Regions from separate parts of the Sus scrofa genome. Here region 2 is linked to region 1. The links are chromatin contacts, called in public HiChIP or PLAC-seq maps. All regions are on one chromosome and are shown on one strand. Each heading gives the region's core, a stretch centred on a gene start, on an enhancer-like site or on the middle of the called end of the contact. The rest is flanking DNA. Distances are from core to core; before and after follow the strand shown.

Region 1 (4,984 bases), core at 1,426-3,925:
AAGGACACACACAAAAAAACAAAAACAAAACAAACTGAAAGCATGCAAGTGTCCCCCTATAGCAGCATGGTCCTAAAACCACGGTGTCTGGGCACCTGCGGTCATTCCTTAATTTGTCTGAAATTCACATTGTGGTCTCGTTCTCATTTTCTTCCTCCACTGGCCTTTGGTTTTCGGGGTTCTTCTGTGGCCTTCTGTTCTGATCCCTCAACTCTGGTGTCCTCTAGTGGCTTCGAGTATGACTTCCAGGCTGGGGTCTCCAATCTGTGCCTCCTGCCAGGTCCTCAGAGGAGCTGTGGTTTTTGATCCCAATGCTGGCTGCCACCTCCACCTTCTTTCCGCCCTGGGCATCTCACATTCATTGCATTCAAAACCAAACTGACTTTTTAAAATTATTTTTTAAAAAATATCTCATTGAAGTAGAGTTGTTTTACAATGCTGCGTTAATTTCTGGTATAGGAGTTCCTGTTGTGGCTCAGCAATTAACGAATCTGACCAGCAATCCCTGGCCTTGCTCAGTGGGTTAAGGATCTAGTGTTGCCATGAGCTGTAGTGTAGGTCGCAGGCACGGCTTGGATCCTGCATTGCTGTGGCTGTGGTGTGGGCCGGCGGCTACAGCTCCAATTGGACCCGTAGCCTGGAACCCTCCATATGCTGCGGGTGTGGCCCTAAAAAGACAAAAATAAAAAAATAAATTAAATTTTAAAAAATTTCTGGTACATAGCAAAGTGATTCGGTTATACACGTATATATGTATATATATTCTTTTTCATGTTCCTCTCCATTATAGTTTATCACAGGCTATTGACTATAGTTCCCTGCGTCTCACAGTAGGACCTTGTATTTATCCATCCTATAGATAATAGTTGGCATCTGCCAGCCCCAAACTCCGAAAATATCCTTCTCCCACCACCCTTCCCCATGGCAACCGCAAGTCTCTTCTCTATGTCTGTGAGTCTGTTTCCAAAACCGTGATTTTAATCTCACCAAACCTGTGTCTCCATTTGGACCTCCCAACCTCACGAAGGAAACCGCAGTCATTAAGGTGCCAGAAACTCTCCCTCCTATTTCCATAGCAACACGATCAACAGCAAGTGCAATGGTACAAACATTCTGGAAACAGTTCGATAGGGTCTTAAAAAAATACGTATGTGCCTACCATGAAAACTTGCTATTGCACCGCTAGACACTGATGGCAGAGAAACGAAAACGTAGGTTCACACAAGAGCATCTGCACAAATATTTACAGACACTTTACTCATAATAGCCAAAAAATGGAAGCAAAGCAGATAGCCTTCGATGCGTGAGGGGTGAAACTATGGCACATGCGTACCATAGAAGACGGTCAATTAAAAAACAGGACTGCTAGGTGTGACACGGTGGACCAATCTTTGTTTAAATTATGCTGAATGAGGAAAAAAGCCACCCCCCAAGTTATATTCTATACGATCCCACTTATACAACACTGTTGAAATGGCAAAAGTATAGAAGTAGAACCCACGGGGGGAGAGGCAGGAAGTGGTGGGGTGGAGACAGCCTGCTGCTCGACCGCATCAGTGGAGACACCCTCACGCTGATATTTTGCTCTAAGTTCACCCTTAGGTTATCACGCTGGGAGGGGAATGGTACACGGAGCCCAGGTTCTCTTTTTATTATGTCTCACGACTGAGTGTGAGGCTGGTCATTTCAAAATGAAAATAATTTTTTTTTTTTTTTTGTCTTTTTGCTATTTCTTTGGGCCACTTCTGCGGCATATGGAGGTTCCCAGGCTGGGGGTCGAATCGGAGCTGTAGCCACCGACCTACGCCAGAGCCACAGCAACGCGGGATCCGAGCCGCGTCTGCAACCTACACCACAGCTCACGGCAACGCCGGATTGTTAACCCACTGAGCAAGGGCAGGGACCGAACCCGCAACCTCATGGTTCCTAGTTGGATTCGTTAACCACTGCGCCATGACGGGAACTCCCGAAAATAATTTTTTTAAATTTAATTCAAAATAAATAAAAATAATAAAGAATAAATAAAATCGATTTTTGTCAAACTACCTTGGAGGAACCATCCGAAAGACAACCAAAATATACAATAAATAAGCTCCAACTCTGTCAGGCGAAGACCAGGGCTTATTTGAAGTCTGTCTTCAGAACCCAAAATGCAAAATTGGCAGCTCTCCTGGTCAGAAGATGAAACTAGTTGTGCCAGAACTGTTAACAATGAAGTTCCCCTCTTCAAAAACAACCCTTTCAATGCTCTTGCAAATAGGTTGAGTTTGCAAACAATTATTTTGTGTTATCACCTAGACCTTAACCACACAGATGGTGCCCCACCTACCAGGGGGTAAGGGCAGAGCTTCATTGTGCAGATTAGCTCAATGCCTCAGCTTGGGTGGGCCTCGTGCAGCTTTCGTCAACACAGTTTCCTCACGGTTGATAAGAAGACAGTGCCAGGGGCTATAAAAGCAGCTGCTGTGTTATAACAGCCCCGAGAGAGATGGACACGGCAAGAGCTTCCTATTGTGGGGAAAGCCCTGGACTGCATTGCTGCAAATGGAGAAAGTGCTGGAGTGCAATTACACATTTGCGATGCAGCTTGGAATTCCAGAGCCACAGAGGGCTGCCCTGTTTACGGTGCCATGCCTGCCAAATGTGACTCTGTGTTTGACCTTGGAACTGGCTGTCCTAACGCAGCCTGTGAGGCCCTCCTGGACACATAATGGTAGTATCTGAACTTGGAAATCTGAGCAGGCCAAGGAATCCTGGGATGCTGCAAACTACAAACTTATTCCTAAACCTGTTGCCTCTGACTCTAAATACTTTCCTTGGTGCCCCAAGGGTGAGAACATTTCAACAGCCACCTGTCCTCTCCAGTTACATTTTAACATTGGATATGAGATTTGGCATTAAGCCGGCTCTATCTTGCACATGTATGATGTACCTTCAAAAGCAGAAGTATGGCAGGTTTCTTGGCAGCTATTTTTGGATGGAATATTTCCAGCAAAGACAATAACTTACTGAGCAGTTGTTCTAAGGATATAAACTTAGAACAGATTACAGATGTCCAGGTTTAAGAAATAAAACAATCATTGATTCCAAACAGCATGAGGAAGAACCACTCAGAGGAAGAAATTTGCACCTGGAAATGAAAAACCACCAGCAAAAAAAAAAAAAAAAAAAAAAAAAAAAAAAAAAAAAAAAAAAAACCTTAAAAATTAAAGGACACATGGACTGACTTCAGAGTAAGAGGTGACAAGAGTGACAGATTTGGCCCCACTCCTGCCCCATGGAGTCACCACCAAAAACTGCCTTGCCTCCCAGTCACCTTCTGGAGACCCCGAGACCCACAAACAGACCCAGAACCTGAAAAAAGAAGCTGTAGGCAATCAAACAGCTGAAAGAACAAACTGCACCTGGAAAACAGCTAGAAAAACATCAATGGGACAAAATGCAGCAAGAAAGAGCCTTTCTCCGGGAGCTGAGAACCTGGAATTGGAAATTAAAAATTCACAGAAAGCAAGTTAGTTACCAGAAATCAGTGCAGCACATCTTCTACTAACCCCCCCACCCCCGGCATCTATGGACCAGCCATCCTTAATGGTCATCTATAACTTTAACAATTTAGTCAAGATTTTTGCAGAAAATAGGGCAAGGAGCCCCAAATACCTGAGAATAAATCTACCAAGTAATGTGCAAGAACTGTACCCTGAAAGGTATAAAATAAATCGCCGAGGGAAATTAAAGAAAGCCGAACGTATATCCAGTTCCTGGATGTGAAGCCTCAATATTCCAGAGGTTGATTCCCCCAAAACATGATACTTGACAGGGTGTATCGGAAATTTATACTGAAATACAACGCTCGACCAGCCAAAGTGATGTTTTAGAAACAGAACAAAGGCAGGGGATTCACCCCACACGATTTTAGGAGTTATTCCAAACCCAAAGTAAACAAGACTATATGGCCATTTTGGTGAAAGAATAGATCCATGGAACTTAAGATCTTCTTCTTTTGTGAGCCTGGAAAATCGTTTTCCGACTTTGGCTGCATTGCTCCTTGGGGACAGATAACACTCTGTCACGGGGACTGTCACAAAGTGCAAAGTGGTCTGTGACACCCCTGCCTCCAGCCTCTAGATGCCTCCAGCCTCTAGATGCCAGTAGCATCCTTGAGCTGTGGCAACCAAAAATGTCCAGACAGTCTCAAGCATTCCCTGAGAGGCAAGAGCGTGCCTTTAGTTCAGAGCTTGAGGTTTAGAAATTGACCTTCACATGTACAGCAAATGACAGAGACCAGACAATTCAATGAGAAGTGGAAAGTCATTTCAACAAATGGTATCATCTCATTAGACCCATATCCTTTCCTCGTACCATGTGCTAACACACTTAAAATGGATCCTAGGCAACAATATAAAACCTAAAACTAAAATACCTAGTACAAAATGTTAAAAAATATTTATATAAATTCTTTATGATCTTGGGCAGGTGTACACACACACACACACACACCCCATGAATCTTAAAAGAAAAAAAAAACAGTTGATAGGTTGGACTCATTAAAATTAAAACCATTTTTCTTCCAAAGAATTAAGAAAATCACACACAAGAAAATCAAAGGGCAGTGCACACCATGAGAAAAAAAATATTTGCGATACATATGCCAGACACAGAGTGCGTTAAAAAAATTCTTACAGCTCAATAATAGGGAAAAGATGATCCAAATGAAATAGGCAAAAGATTGAACAGAGCCTTCACGAAATAAGACACGTAAATTCCACCTCCTTCTAAAAAAGAAAAAAAAAAAAGATACACAAAAGATGCTCACTATCCTTAGCCAGCAGGAAATGCACATTCAAACCAAATCAGATACGACTGCACACCTTCTGGGGCGCCTGGAAAGACTCGCCTGAGGATACGGAATCCCTGACATCACACACACAGGGCTGAGAGCCTGACAACTGCTTTGGAAACAGGTGGACATGTTTTCAACATGTTT
Region 2 (4,984 bases), core at 1,218-3,717, 280 kb before region 1:
GCGAAGCACGTGGTCTAAGAAGTTTTAAACAAAAACCTTTATTTTATTTAGTAAAGACCTTTAACCTTCGCAAAGCCTGTATGAAAAATGACAGTCGTAAACAGGTGCCTTCCGCAGGGTGAACCAAGTGATGCAGAGACTCTCAATGTTCTCAGAGACGAAGGAAGGGACGGAAGAAGGTGGAGGCTTTTACAGCATCCATGAGCTTCAAAGACAGTCTGAGTGAGCTCCACCAATGTGGATGGTTTCCACGCCCAGAGAGGTGGTTAAATTGATTCCCCAGACTTAAATATTTGCTGACTATGAAACTGAGGCGCACATCAATATCTGCTGAGCACGTCCTAGGATCTGAGATTATCCGTCTCTAGACATCTGCACATAGAGTAGACTCACTGGCCTCAAAAGACGAAGCTGGAAAATACACGTAGTTTTGTCATGGTGGTTGCAAATTTAAGTGGGAAAAAGAATATATATATATATGTGTGTGTGAGTGGGTCACTTTGCTGCACAGTAGAAATGGACAGAACTCTGTAAACCAAGGATAATAGAAAAAATAAAAACCATTAAAAAGAAAAAGCAATAGAATTGAATCTGTTTTAATTGTAAAATCAGAAGCAATTGTTCTAACCTCAGATTACAATTTTACTCCATAGAAAAGAGCACTGCATTTAAGAGAGAATTTTCTTTTTTCTTTTTCTTTCTTTCTTTCTTTCTTTTTTTTTTTTTTTTGTCTTTTGTCTTCTTCTAGGGCCGCACCCGCAGCATGTGGAGGTTCCCAGGCTAGGGGTCTAATCAGAGCTGTAGCCGCCAGCCTACGCCCACAGCTCACAGCAACGCAGGATCCAAGCCACGTCTGCCACCTACACCACAGCTCACGGCAAGGCCAGATCCTTAACCAGCTGAGGGAGGCCAGGGATCAAACCCGCAACCTCATGGTTCCTAGTCAATTCGTTAACCACTCAGCCACGACAGGAACTCCTAAGAGAGAATTTTCATGTGCTGTGATATGTCGTTGGCAGGCAATAGGAGCAAAATAAGTCATTTCAAATTTCTATTTAAATATATTTACATATTTCTAAAATGTTATATGTAAAAATATTTAACAAAGAAAATAGAATTTAAAGAAAACTTTGAATATTATTTAAGAAAAAATTGACTTAAAAAAGCATTTTCAAGAAAGCATGTAATACAATGCATTTGATTACAAAGCACTGTTATTTGTCCATTCAGAGCAAAGCTTAAGGTTTTTACCAAGAAACGATTATTGTCGAAAGTACAGAAAACCTACACTTGCCTCTCCAATTTTAGTATTTCAGGACTTCTTAATTCGTTTGTTCTAGACTTTAAAAAATCAGGTTAAAATTCTGAAGGGTTCTGGCAGGGCTCGATTCTGGGCAATCATTATTCACCAAGTTTATTTTAAAACTACTCATGCATGGCCTTTTTTAACGTTTACAATTGGTATGTGGATACATACAGATGCAAATACTTTACTTTGTGGCAAACTTCTGATTTGGTGATGAATGAAACAGCCCGTACTGGGCGAGGGAGCTCTGTTTCCTGTCTACCCAGTGCCGGGTTAGCGGGTCTGTTAGGGCACGGAATCCCCGCCGGACTCTATCTGGTTGGTCACAGAGGACATCAAAGCTCAGAGACAGTCAGGAGAGTTCCCAGTGCAGGACTGGTCCCTGGGGTGCCCTCTCTCCCCAGTGCTGCTTCGTTCCGGACCTAACCCCGAGGAGGGGTTTCTTGGTGCCTCCAGACGTCGCCCAGGAGACGGCTTTAAAGGAGAGGCCTCTGCAGGTGGCAGCGGTGGGGCCCGGGGCCTTCCTTAAGTGGATGTCAGATTACACCTGTCCCTCGGTTTTCACATTCGAAGAAAGGTACAGGCAGGGCTACATCTCTGCGCATAAGATAAGGTGAAATTTTCCAGCCATCTGAGGTGGATTTCAAAAGGTCTTTGGCGGTGTTATTTAAACAGTGATAAAATGCTAACTACCTCTGAGCCTCAGTTTGAACTGCCACGTGAGAATAACGTCAGGCTTTCAGGGTCACTGCTGGAAGTTGTAAAATCCTGCGTCGGATGGGTATTGGATCCTATGTGGGCATTTGCCGTGCTCTTTCCCAGGTATCTAATGATAAGTAAATTATATTAGCCCTCCCCTCGTGGAGGTAGAATTTGGGTGAGTTAAAAATTATAATGTATTTAAGAAAGGATTGATCCAAAACAAACAACCAAATAAATATGTAATTGCAAATCCGATTACTGAAATAAAGAAAAATGACAAGATGCCACAGTGGAGAAACGCACCGTTCCGCTTCTCTGAATATGTGACATTTGAACTGAGGGCTGAGGACTAAAAGAATAAAAATGGATGAAGGCGAAAGGCTGAAAGGCTGAGATGATGCCAGGCAAGCAAACGGGAGCATTGCCCAGACCAAAGCCCCGTGACGGGAAGAGCACATGATGCTGGGTGTGACTCGGAGCGGAGCGGGGAGGGGACACGCAGGCGGGCAAGCTGGGTCCGGTCCTGGGGCTGGAGAATGTGGCCAAGGTTGTAGTCCTTAGCTTCAGGGAACTGAGGGAGCTCTGGGGGAAAGTGACCAGAATTGGGGTTTTGAGGGGTAACTCTGGCTCTCCCAGTAGGGGCTGTGAGCGCTCATCTTCAGAGCTCCCTACAGGCTGTTCCAAGAAGATACTCAAACCCAGCTGCAGCTCTGGGAAACGCGGCTTGTCTTGGTTCTTTGAGAATCTGAACCCTCTCATTGGTTTTGTTCTCACATTCGTAAACTTGAGTTGATCCTGTGTATATCTAAAGATTTCACTCTGACTCATCATCACATTTCTTCTTGTTTTAGGCTACTTGTTGAGAGATTTCCTTCTTTATTTCTGAAGCATAATAATGGTTGGAAACACTTCTACTGAGTGTTTGTAACCTTAGCAGTTGTGTTTGTAATTTTCCAAACTATTTGCTCATGTTCAGAGCGATCGTTTCAGGCATAAAATATTTACCGCATTATCCTCATCTTGATTTATTAGTTCTGTTACATTTTCTGCTCCTTGTATTTGCTTCATTCTCTCCAGATCATTCTTCTACTGGTGCGTCTTGTCCTTCTCTTGGGATACAGCAGTTTTCCTCAAACATCCATACTATTTACCCATCTTGGTGAATCATGGATTCTTGGCTTTTCTACTCTTTTTTTTTTTTTTTTTTTTTAAGAAAAAAGGACCAGGAGTCAGACGGTAGGCAGATGAAGGGACTTCTTCCACAGGTGCGCGATGGGGACCCTCTGGCTGCCTCTCCCGACCCACACCCTGACCGCGGAGCAGGTGTTGGGCAGCTACCTTCACAGGGGGCGTGGGTGCAGAGGTGGCTGCGGGGGTGGCGGGGCCCCCTCCCTCCACACTGTGGAAATGAAGAGGGTGTGTGCTGGGCGCACACGCCCAGGCCAGGATAACTGCCTTCTCCCCGGCTTGCCACATGGCACTCCCTTTGGCTCCGGAGGGCATTTTTAGACAGCGTGTGCTGACATTTGTTCGGACTTCTGCATCCTTCTCCAGGCTCTGTTCTCCCCCAAACTCCTGCTCTGGTTCATCCATGAATGCCTTCCCATCCTCCTGTGATGCCCTGGATATCTGCCACCATCTCTGGCGGGCTGACACCCCCTCATGGGATTCTTATAATTTTAATGATCACATCAAAGAGATTTTTTTTTTAAGGGAGAGAAGGTAAACCGGTGTGAGAGCGTTTGCTCTACTGTTTGCAAATGTTCACCAGAATCTTCTAAAGTATCCATTTTACGCAGCAAGAAACTAGCGTGGTTTCCTGACTTCCCAGGAATATCAAATGTGCTCCATCAGTCAGTCCCCAGAGAAACAGAATTCATAGGGCAAATATAAATATAGATTTATTATGAGGGATCAGCCCATGTGCTTACGGAGGCTGAGAACACATTTGATCTACAGCCTACAAGGTGGAGGCTCAGGGAAGCTGGTGATGCAGCTCCAGACCAAAGCTGAGGGCTTGAGAAGCGGGGCAGCCCTGGAGTAAGTCCAGTCCAAGGGCAGACGAGGCCCTCAGCCCAGGGCAAGGAGCCAGGCACGAGGAGGAGGTCTGCCTTTGTGCTCACGGGACTGGCTGCCGCCCACCACGCTGGGCAGGGTGGTCTTTAGTCAGTCCCCCAACTCAGATACCAACCTCACTGCGAAACAGACATGCCCGGAAATAACACTGGGCCAGTGACTGGGCCGCCTGCAGGCCGATCAGGTGGACACATAATACTGACCACTCCATCCCCAGAGTCAGATGTGAAAGCCCACCCGTGAAGCCTGGTGGAAGAAAGTTCCTGGGAAGGGGACAACAGGTGGCTTCAGAAGCTCATTAAAGGAGAAGGGGTGACCTCTTATCCCTGCCCTGGGTGACCTGGAACTAGTGGACCTCACGGAGATGCTCCATTTGTCTGAGTCCATCCACTGCAGACAGCGGATTCGTGAAGCTGCACCGCGAGTACCAGAACCTCTCATCTAACCAGATGGCTTCGGGGTGCACGTGAGGATCCTTAAATGACACAGAAACAAAATAATCAAAGGCTAAGAGAAGCCAGACTGGATGAGGCTGGAGCCCTTCCCATTAGCCACACCTGTACTTGCCCCGTCGCTCCCTCAGCAGGAAGAGATCAAAGTTAGCATCAAACGCGTGCCACATGCCACTGCCACCACTGCGTGTATAGAAACGCCTGGCGAAAGGGTTTGGCGAAGGTATTTTGGAGTCTGAGTTCAGGAAACATCAATGAGTCTTCCTTCAATGTCATGTGAATACCTCCAGTTTCAGCACGTGCTTTTGTATTGTGCTGGATCCGGCAGAATCCAGCTTGAAAATTACGGGTACAAAGCTGGCGTTCAGAGTGAGCGGACAAGAAAAGTGGGGCCCTTAGAGCAGATCAGTTTCTAAGAATGCATTACCCTCTGACTCCATCTCATACT

The links. HiChIP or PLAC-seq counts read pairs in DNA pulled down with a chosen protein or histone mark.
Region 2: a contact with region 1 is called in an H3K27ac HiChIP or PLAC-seq map of skeletal muscle, with 4 times the contacts expected there. The contact joins two enhancer-like sites. A contact is called at or near these places in 1 of 47 Hi-C or Micro-C datasets (embryonic fibroblasts) and 2 of 2 datasets of contacts at active chromatin or transcription factors (alveolar macrophages and skeletal muscle).

Annotation. Positions count from the first base shown.
Region 1 is chr10:65,866,937-65,871,920 of Sscrofa11.1, reverse strand. It overlaps the pseudogene LOC110255606. Among named protein-coding and RNA genes, the nearest start is that of AKR1E2, 180 kb to the right of the region's middle. Within about 2 kb of position 2,675, at least 14 of the 83 cell types and tissues checked have an H3K27ac peak or open chromatin away from gene starts, as enhancers often do. A contact at or near this core is called in skeletal muscle, where this site is marked.
Region 2 is chr10:66,144,229-66,149,212 of Sscrofa11.1, reverse strand. No RefSeq gene overlaps it. Among named protein-coding and RNA genes, the nearest start is that of KLF6, 340 kb to the left of the region's middle. Within about 2 kb of position 2,467, at least 13 of the 83 cell types and tissues checked have an H3K27ac peak or open chromatin away from gene starts, as enhancers often do. A contact at or near this core is called in skeletal muscle, where this site is marked.